2 separate regions of the Mus musculus genome follow, and region 1 is linked to region 2. Evidence: chromatin contacts called from public HiChIP or PLAC-seq data. All regions are on one chromosome and are shown on one strand. Each heading gives the region's core, a stretch centred on a gene start, on an enhancer-like site or on the middle of the called end of the contact. The rest is flanking DNA. Distances are from core to core; before and after follow the strand shown. Region 1 overlaps Slc44a2 (solute carrier family 44, member 2). Region 2 holds the start of Ap1m2 (adaptor protein complex AP-1, mu 2 subunit).

Region 1 (4,756 bases), core at 461-2,960, 36 kb after region 2:
GCTTCTAGGACCTGTCCTTGGTCTAGCCTCAGCTACTCTGAACTGACACTGTGGCTCCTTATCCCTCTCCCAGACCTTCCCCTTGCGGAATGAGAGCCTCCAGTGTCCCACTGCCCGCTGCCAGTTTGCCTTCTATGGTGGCGAATCGACCTACCACCGTGCCCTGCTGGGCCTGCAGATCTTCAATGCATTCATGTTCTTCTGGCTAGCCAACTTCGTGCTGGCCCTAGGCCAGGTAACCCTGGCCGGAGCCTTTGCCTCCTATTACTGGGCTATGCGGAAGCCTGATGATATGCCTGCCTTCCCCCTCTTCTCTGCTTTTGGCCGAGCACTCAGGTAAATAGGAGTGTTGGGGTGGGGAGGGGAGGGATGCAGGGACCTCTTCTGGCCGGGCCACTGATCCAAGATTTTGATTCCAGGTACCACACGGGCTCCTTAGCTTTTGGCTCCCTTATCTTAGCCATCGTGCAGATCATCCGAGTGATGCTGGAATACCTGGACCAGCGCCTAAAAGGTGCCGCCCTTCCTGTAGCTTCAGCCAGGGTCTGGACTTAGTCCCTGATTGGGTGTTGCTTGAGGGGTGGGGCCGGAGCTATGCCTCTCCTGGGTTTCCCTTTGTGAAGGGGTGGGGCTGAGTGGCAGAGGAGCAGGTGGAAGAGCCAACTGAAGGCAGGCATGGTGGCACAGGCCTTTAATCCCAGTATTCCAGAGTCAAGCAGACCTTTTGTGAGAGTTGGAGGCCAGCCTGGCCTACAGAGCGAGTTCTAGGACAGCCAGAGCAATGAAGTGAACCCCTGAGAAGAGTGAACTGAGTTGCTCAGAGTTCTGGGTGTCTAGGGGCGGGGTGGATCCAGGAAGGGCAGCTCTGACTAACAAAGCTGTCTTGTTTTGAGGCAGCTTTTTACTAAGTAGGCCTAGCTGACCTGAAACTCTGATATGAGATCCACCTGCCTCTGTTTCTGAGTGCTTGGATTGAAGGTATACATCACTGCTCCTGTTTTGTTTTAAAAGGCTGGCATCCAAACTCACTAAACTGCCAAGGATGGCCTTAATTCCTGATCCTGAGCAATTACTTTTGTGGGTTACTTTTGTGGATTGATTAATTTACTTACACTGAGGCAGACTCACTTAGTTGTTGAGGCTGGCCTAGTAGTAGTTCTGGCAAGCCTCAGACTTTGCAATCCTTAGCTGTCTTGCTGGAGCTTGGTGTCTCATTCAAATGAAGCCCATCTCATGCCATCCTTTCATCCCTTCCATTCTCTTTCAGCTGCACAGAACAAGTTTGCCAAGTTCCTCATGGTCTGTCTCAAGTGCTGCTTCTGGTGCCTAGAGAAGTTTATCAAATTCCTGAATAGGAATGCCTACATCATGGTGAACAGCAGGGCTGTATTGCTGCCCTGGGTGGGAGGATTCCCCATCTCCATCCCGTGGGCCTCAAACCTTCTTCTGTTCACTCCAGATTGCTATCTATGGCACCAACTTCTGTACCTCAGCCAGGAATGCCTTCTTCCTGCTTATGAGAAATATCATCAGGTTAGCAGGACACACCTCCACCCCCCAGCCTCCCTGTCCCATCTCACCTTTCCCAGCCCCCCTTTGCCCTAGCCCTCTTTCTGAACCAGCCTTCCACTTACTGTGCCTCCCCTCCCACCTCCACCCTCTCCCAGGCTCTGAACCCACGCTCACACCGCTCCCTTCACTCTCCCCTACAGGGTGGCCGTCCTGGACAAAGTTACAGACTTCCTCTTCCTGTTGGGCAAACTTCTGATTGTGGGTAGTGTGGGTGAGTGATGCCACCAGGCCTGTCTATACTGACATCTGGGAGCCTGTTGGGAGTGACCTGTAAGCTGGTGTCAGGCTCAGGTAGTCTTCTGTGAAGTCCTTCCTTGAAGACTCAGCCTTGTCCCCTCATCCCAACACAGGCATCCTGGCCTTCTTCTTCTTCACCCATCGGATCAGAATTGTGCAAGATACAGCCCCACCTCTCAATTATTACTGGGTTCCGATCCTGGTGAGCACCTTTGGGGACAGACCAGGGTCTGGGTAGAAGCGGGGGGTTGAAGGTAGGGGTCGGGAATTGCGCAGATTCCTTTGGTGACGGTTGGGGGTGGCACAGTCATTGGTTATTTGGTCCCTAAATATTTACTGAATACCTGCTGAAGGCACAGGGATGGAGGGACTTTTCCTTAGGGACTAGAGTTACTGCCGTTTACATTTGTTTATTGTGTTTGTGCTGGGTAGATGCACTTGTGGAAAGGCAAAAACACTTAGACACTTGTAGGAAGTGGTTCTCTTCTCCTTCTATGTTTTAGGGGTTGGATTCAGGTCATCTGGCTTGGTGGTGTCTTCATCCACCAAGCCATCTTGCCAGCCCTAATAATAATTATATATACACATATATAATATATATTACATATAATTAATAATATATTATTAATAATAGGTCTTATTATCACTCTTACTATTATTGTAGAAAAATGTTATTTTGTTATTTAGGTTTCTTTCCCATTTTGTTTCGTTTGTTTTTTGAGACAAGGTTTCTCTGTGTAGCCCTGCCTGACCTGGAGCTGGCTCTGTTGACCAGGCTGGCCTCCAGTTAACAGAGATCCACCTCCCTTTGCCTCCCAAGTGCTGGGATTACAGGAGTGGGCCACCACAGCCCTGCTCTTTTCTTGTTTTTTTGAGACAGGGTTTGTCTACATAACTCTGGCTAACCTGGAGCTCACCATGTAGACCAGGCTGTCCTCAGACTCAGTGGTTTTGTTTTTTATTTTGAGACAAAAGTCTCTCTATGTAGCCTTGGCTGACTTGAAACTGATTATGTAGACCAGGCTAGCCTCAGACTCAGACATCTGCCTACTCCAGCCTCTTTAGTGCTGAAATTAAAGGTGTGTACCTTTAATTATCTCTATTTATTAGCTTTTATTTTATATGTATTGGTGTTTTGCCTGCCTGTGTGTCTGTGTACCACATGCATGCATGATGCCCGTGGTGGCCAAAAGAGGGCATCAAATTCTCTGGGCCTGGGATGTGGGATTACAAATGTTTGTAAGCTGCCATTCGGGCCCTGAGAATTAACCCCCGGTTCTCTGGAAGAGCAGCCAGTACGCTTGTCTGCTAAGCCAACTCTCCAAAACTCTCCTCTTTGCCTTTTTTCCTTGACTGACACCCAGGCCAACATAGAACTTTTGATCTTTTTGCCTACCAAGCCCTGGGATTGTGCCACATTGTGTCACCACAGAAAAAGCCTTGCAGGTTAGATGCGTTGGACATTATCCAATGATGATGCTGACGGCACACACCTACCATCTCAACACTAGGAAGAACAGGCAGAAGAATCAGAAATAGAATAGTAAATTCAGGGCCAATTCTAGCTACAGAATTCTCTATCTAAAAAAAAAAAAAAAAAACAAAACAAAACAAAAAACAGGCAGGCAGTGGTGGCTCATGCCTTTAATCCCAGCGTTTGACAAAGCAAGTTCCAGGACAGAGAAACCCTGTCTTGAAAAATCTTAAGAAAAAGAAAGTATGGAATGACTAGGCAAAGGGGAATAGCAGAGAGCCTGAGGTCTGGATCTCTTTATTTCCTGGTAGTGTCTCCTACCCTGGTTTTGGCTAGTCCAGGTGGCCAGTTTGCCCTGGGGCTGCTATCGTCAGTCTCAAGTGCTGGGATTACAGGAGGCCGCCTCACTCACCTGATGCTTGCATGGGTTCAGAGAGTCTGTCTCAGGTCCCCAGGTTTGCACAGCAAATGCTTATCCACTGACCATCTCTCATGTGCCCCAGGCAGTCCTGGCACCTGCTGTATAGCCCAGGCTGGCCTCAGATTCAGGCTGGCCTTGCACTTGAGCTGCCAAAATACGCACCATGTGGCCCTGTGGAATGTGGGATCCAGCTCCATAATGCCTCAGAATGCCTCAGAAAACTCCAGCTGGGGGCTGGAGAGATGGCTCAGCAGTTTAGAGTACTGATTGCTCTTCCAGAGGTCCTGAGTTCAATTCCCAGCAACCACATGGTGGCTCACAACCAGCTGTAATGAGATCTGACGCCCTCTTCTGGTGTGTCTAAAGACAGCTACAGTGTACTCATATATAAAATAAATAATTCTTTAAAAAAAAACAAAAAACTGCAGCTGGATAAAACCTCAAGGGAACGTCTATAGTGCTAGGAGCATCTGTAGCATGAGTGGTCTAGAATCAGACATTACTGCCCGGGGCATGACCTGAGGACTTGCTGTTAGAGGTGAAAGCAAAAGCTAGGTGAGCTAGAAACTCAACAGCATGTGCCAAGGCCCTGGGGTTGGAAAAAGCAAGGAGCACTGTGGAGCTGATTGGGTTCTCCTAAGGTGAAATGTGGAAGGCCAGACCTGGTGGCTTAGGCTTAAGGTAGAGGCAGGAGGATAAGGTGGTCAGTTTCATCTTGGCTACTTGTTTGAGGCCAGACGGAAAAATGTGTGAGACTATCTCAAAAGAAAAAAAAAATCTAATCGGGGAGGCAGAGGCAGGTGGATTTCTGAGTTCGAGGCCAGCCTGGTCTACAAAGTGAGCTCCAGGACAGCCAGGGCTATACAGAGAAACCCTGTCTCGAAAAAAAAAAAAATCTAATCAGACTGGGTGTGGTGACTCATGCTAAGGTGAGGATCATAAATTCCTGCCACAGTACATACACAGCACGGTGGTGCAATACCTCCAGTACTGGGCAAATCCCCATACACAGCACAGTGGTGCACATGGAGAACTCCAGTACTGGGCAGATC
Region 2 (5,020 bases), core at 871-3,370:
GAGGGGCCCAGCTAAGACCCAAGCTCTGTATGCCTCGTCTTCATGTGTGTTATGTGGATACTCGATACCCACAGCTAAAAGTATCAACTTTCTACTAATGAGTGTTATGCTGGAGATGGGCTCGGGAGGAGGAGGCAGGAGGATCAGGAGTTCAATGCCATCCCCAGCTACATAGTAAGTTCAAAGCCAACATAAACTATGAGATTCTACCAAACAACAACAACAATAATAATAAAGAAACTGGGCTACTGAGTGTAGCTCAGCAGCAGAGGACTATCCTACCATCTATGAAATCCTTCAGATACCCATCAGTGAGCCTGGATGTGCTGGGCCTTGTCTTGCCAAGGCCTGCCATCGGAGCTACCAGGGAAGCTGAGAGCAAAGGATAGCAAGTTCAAAGCCTAGCCAAGCTCCGGAGTGAATCTGAAGCCGGCCTGGGTAATTCAGCCAGATACCATTTCAAAATAAAAATTCAGAGGGGGGACCATGAAAGAACTAAGTGGTTCTCAGTGGTTGAAGGGTCTCACCAAGCCTGACAGCCTGAGGTCCCACTCTAGCACCCGCACACACGGGAACAGGACAGAACAGATTCTCACATACGCAGAGCAAATGAATAAGTGTAATTTAAAAACTATGAAGAGCTGGCTCAGCGGTTAAGAGTGCAGACTGCTCTTCCAAAGGTCCTGAGTTCAAATCCCAGCAACCACATGGTGGCTCACAACCATCCGTAATGAAATCTGATGCCATCTTCTGGAGTGTTTGAAGATAGCCACAGTGTACTTACATATAATAAATAAATAAATAAATAAATAAATATTTAAAAGATGTAATTTAGTGCCAGTGTGCTGGCTTAGCTTGGGTTCCACCCCACCTACCCCCCCCCCCCGCCCACACACACACAGAGGAGGAAGAGGAGGAAGAGGAGGAAGAGGAGGAAGAGGAGGAAGAGGAGGAAGAGGAGGAAGAATCTTTGCTGAGGAGTTTCAGTGCCTGTCACCTCTCAGCCTTGAGGCAGGTGTCTTTGTCTCCACTTTCCAGGCTGAAGGAGTTGAGGTTTTAAACTATGTCCACAAAAAGCAGAGAAGTGGAGCTGAACCTCCCTTCCTAAGCTGTTCTTGTTCAAGGTTATTCTATTTCTTTGTTTTGTCTTGCTATTGTAGCCCAGGCTGGCCTTGCCCTCCTGAGCTCAGGTCATCCCTCTGACTCGGCTTCCAGAGTAGCTAGGATGACAGGTGCATGGTAGGACACCTGACCCCCTTGTCGTTATTGCTAGCTTCTTTTCACAGGCACTATTATTTTCTGTGTGCATAGTGTGTGAGGGAGCATGCTGATGCCTGGTGTGTGTGTGTGTGTGTGTGTGTGTGTGTGTGTCTGTATGTGTGTGTGTCTGTGTGGTGTCTGTGTGTGTGTGGTCTCCATTCCCTTTCACTTGGGTTTGAGACTTAAACTCAGGTCGCCAGGCTTAGGCAGCCGGTGCCTGGGCTTGTTGAGCCTGTTTTGTTTTTGAGACAGTGAGGGTGTCACTCACACATAGCTCAGGCCCGATTCAAACTCCCTTGATTTCCTGATCCTTCTGCCTCCACCTTCCAAGTGCTGGAATTATGGCTGCTTATGCAGTGCGCTGGGACCATTACCTAGGTCTGTGTGCTAGGCCAGCCAGCTGCCCACTGAGGCACATGACCAGGCTGTCATTGCATTACAGGGCTCTTGTTTTCATCTCTACCGCTCTGATCGACACTGGAGAAGCTTGCTAGGATAGCCAGAGAGTTACACTTGGCGCATTTTTGAGCCCCAGGGTTGCAGAAGGACTGTGCTCACTGGTTCAGGGCGCTCAGATGGTGGGCATCTCATTTTACAAACACGGAAAATGACTCTAAGAGAGGTGAAGCCCCTTGCCACAGACGGCTGGAGAGGACGGGTTCCCGGCTCCTGGTCCTGAGCCCTAGGCCCGCGGACTCGCCCGGAGTACCTCGATCCCTCGCCCTCTGCCTCACCTTGCCCTTGACGTCCAGAATGAAGACTGCCGAGGCCGACATGGTGGCAGTCCGTGAAGCTAGGAGGCGAGAGCGAGCTGCAGAGGCGGCAGCGCTGCGGCTTCCTTCTTCCTGCGGAAGCGCCTTCGCCCAGGTGAGCCGCCAGGTGAGCGCGTCTTAAAGGGGAGGCCGCCAGGTGAATGCGTCTTAAAGGGGAGGCCGCCAGGTGAGAGGCACGGTCGGCGGCAAATGCCAAGGCTGGTCCAGGAGCCGCGACTGCTGTCCTGTCTCAAGTTCTCCATCGATCCTCGCATCCGCCTACCCATGTATCCATTCACGCTCCGCTTCCACTCACCCACCCACCCACACATCCATCCATCACCCCCTTCCACATACGTATACACATTCACATCTACATTAACCCACCCATACATACACGTATCCACCCAATCAAGCATCCATCCACCCACCAGGGCATCAGCCTGTTCGTGTGTCTATGTAACTTGTTCTCTCACCCACACATACCAGTTTCAACAGGACTTGGCCCTTTTTCTATGTGTGACCCGGTGCCCACCACTAGATGTTCAGTAGTGTTAATCCTTCTCACACTAAACATTTTAATTGTTTCGTTGTTTCTGTTGTTATTATTAGTATTGCTGTTGCTGCTAGTTGTATATATTTTTTTCAAAACAGAGTTCTCTGTGTAGCCATAGCTGGCCTCGAGTCCACCTGCGTCTTCCTCTCGAGTGCTGGGATTAAAGGCGCCACCATGCTTCGCTCGTGTTGTTTATTTGTTTTGTGTTATTAATTCTAGAAGAAGCCGGGCGGTGGCGCACGCCTTTAATCCCAGCACTCGGGAGGCAGAGGCAGGCGAATTTCTGAGTTCGAGGCCAGCCTGGTCTACAGAGTGAGTTCCAGGACAGCCAGGGCTATACAGAGAAACCCTGTCTCGAAAAACCATAAAAAAAAAAAAAAAAAAAAAAAATCTAGAAGAAAGGTTGAGATAGCCCGGATGGCCTGGAGCTCATTGTGTGGTCCAGACTGGCCTCAGCCTTACAAGTTCTGTGATTAGTCACGAACCAACATGTCTGACTTTGTTTTCCGTTTTCTAATTTCATTCTTTTTTTTTTAATATCCCAGGCTACCCTTAAACTCAAGATCATTCTGCTTCCCCATTGCTGGGATACCGTTTTGCGGAAGGTGATGGGGAAAAAAACCCACTCTAAACCTTAGCCTAGCCATCTACATGACGCTCCGCTGTGGAAGAAACGTTTCCTGTGCAGCCGCCAGGGGGCGACAAAGCCCGTTTGGGCATCGGTGCGGGCTCTGACCTTTAACAGGCCGGGAGTCCAGATGCAGCTATGAGGATCTCCCAAGGCAATTGTCCTAAAGCAGAGGGCCTGTGTGAAGAGCTTATCAGCCACCACCTGGGAGGAAGCAGAGCACAGACAGTCTCAGGGCCACACAGCCGGGTTATCAGGCCACAATTCTCTTATTCTGGTTGTTTTGACAGTCCTAGGGGGTGGAACGCCCACCTTTGCTGGTGACAGGCAAGCCCTGTGCCCCTGATTACATTCCCAGCCCTTAATGTTTTTGTCTGGGGCCTCATGTATAGCACAGGCTAACCTTAAATTCCCCCTTTTTTCTCTTTTTTTTCCTTTTAAATCTTTTTAAAGATTCATTTATTTATTATATGTAAGTACACTGTAGCTGTCTTCAGACAATCCAGAAGAGGGAGTCAGATCTTTTTACAGATGGTTGTGAGCCACCATGTGGTTGCTGGGATTTAAACTCCGAACCTTCGGAAGAGCAGTCGGGTGCTCTTACCCACTGAGCCATCTCACCAGCCCTCTTTTTTTCTTTTTTTTCAAGACAGGGTTTCTCTGTATAGCCCTGGCTGTCCTAGAACTCACTTTGTAGACCAGGCTGGACTGGAACTCAGAAATCTGCCTGCCTCTGCCTCCCAAGTGCTGGGATTAAAGGCTTGTGCCACCACCGCCCAGCTTTTTTATTTTTCACCTTAAATTGCCAAGTCTTCTGCCTAACCCTCCCCAGTTGCAGCACTATCTTCAGGCTCGCCATAAATACCTTCCCTACACCCTTTTTTAAAGACCCATCTAGGGGGCTGGCGAGATAGCTCAGTGGTTAAGAGCACCGACTGCTCTTCCGAAGGTCCCGAGTTCAAATCCCAGCAACCACAACCATCTATTCCAGGCCTTCATATTTAACCAAGGATCACCTTGAACTCCTGAGCACCTCTGTACCTTCTAAGGGACAGGGTGACATGCATACCCTACCACAGTCCATTGATGTGGTGCAGTGATCAGTGATCGGGAGGGAACCCAGGGCTTTGTGTATGCTAGGCAAGCGCTCTACCGGCTAAGCCAAGCCCTCATTTTCTGGATAACCCTTTGAGGGAACCAGCGAGCTGCTGTTATCTTCCATTGGCAAGATGGGGAGCCTGAAGTTTGGCTCCAAGAGGGTAAAATTGTCCAACAGTTTTGTTTGTCTGGTTTTGTTATTAATGCTATAATATAGTCCCAGACAGCCTGGAAATCATTATCCTCCTGCCTCAGTGCTGCGGGGATCACAGGAATGCTCGATCGTGCCCAGTTTACGTGGTGCTGGGGCTAGAACCCAGACACTCTTGCATGCTAGACCCATGATCTACCAGCTGGGCTCAACCCCTCAGCTTTTAGCTGGCTCCAGCTCATAGGCTCCAGGAGAGGAGTCCTTCCTTATCATCAGCAGACACAGGCAGCCTGGGCTCGCCTCACCTCTGCTGGGAGTGGGATAGGCAGATTCCAGGGGCTTCCCTGCTTGCAAGGACACTGTGATATACATACATACATACATACATACATACATACACACACACATTTACACACACACAAACACATGCTTGAGCTCACACACACATCTCAAAATACAAGGTGTGGAGAGAGCCAGAGAAGCCAGGCTGGTAACACAAGCTTTTAACCCTAGCACTCTCCAGATAGAAGCAGGCAGATCTCCACAGTCAGAACTCTCCAGGACAGCCAGGGCTA

What was found. HiChIP or PLAC-seq counts read pairs in DNA pulled down with a chosen protein or histone mark.
Region 1: a contact with region 2 is called in an H3K27ac HiChIP or PLAC-seq map of the HPC-7 cell line, with 10 times the contacts expected there. The contact joins the enhancer-like site here to the promoter of Ap1m2 in region 2. A contact is called at or near these places in 17 of 39 promoter capture datasets (the C10 cell line, the HPC-7 cell line, cancer-associated fibroblasts and 11 more), 12 of 15 datasets of contacts at CTCF or cohesin (CD8 T cells, the G1E-ER4 cell line, the NIH/3T3 cell line and 7 more), 281 of 484 Hi-C or Micro-C datasets (the 3T3-L1 cell line, 3T3-L1-derived adipocytes, the 4T1 cell line and 149 more), 57 of 115 datasets of contacts at active chromatin or transcription factors (the 230-238 cell line, CD8 T cells, the HPC-7 cell line and 36 more) and 5 of 9 other capture datasets (adipose tissue, embryonic stem cells, embryonic tail and 2 more).

The regions. Positions count from the first base shown.
Region 1 is chr9:21,346,616-21,351,371 of GRCm38.p6, forward strand. Slc44a2 (solute carrier family 44, member 2) reads left to right here. Exons shown (of 23, transcript NM_001359227.1): 15 at 74-336; 16 at 420-514; 17 at 1,268-1,371; 18 at 1,460-1,533; 19 at 1,713-1,783; 20 at 1,923-2,011. Among named protein-coding and RNA genes, the nearest start is that of Ilf3, 19 kb to the right of the region's middle. Within about 2 kb of position 1,711, at least 51 of the 459 cell types and tissues checked have an H3K27ac peak or open chromatin away from gene starts, as enhancers often do. A contact at or near this core is called in ECoMG myeloid progenitors, ECoMG-derived neutrophils, the HPC-7 cell line and 15 more, where this site is marked.
Region 2 is chr9:21,310,213-21,315,232 of GRCm38.p6, forward strand. It overlaps Ap1m2 (adaptor protein complex AP-1, mu 2 subunit), which reads right to left and starts at 2,121. Exons shown (of 11, transcript NM_009678.2): 1 at 1,995-2,121. The coding sequence starts at 2,036.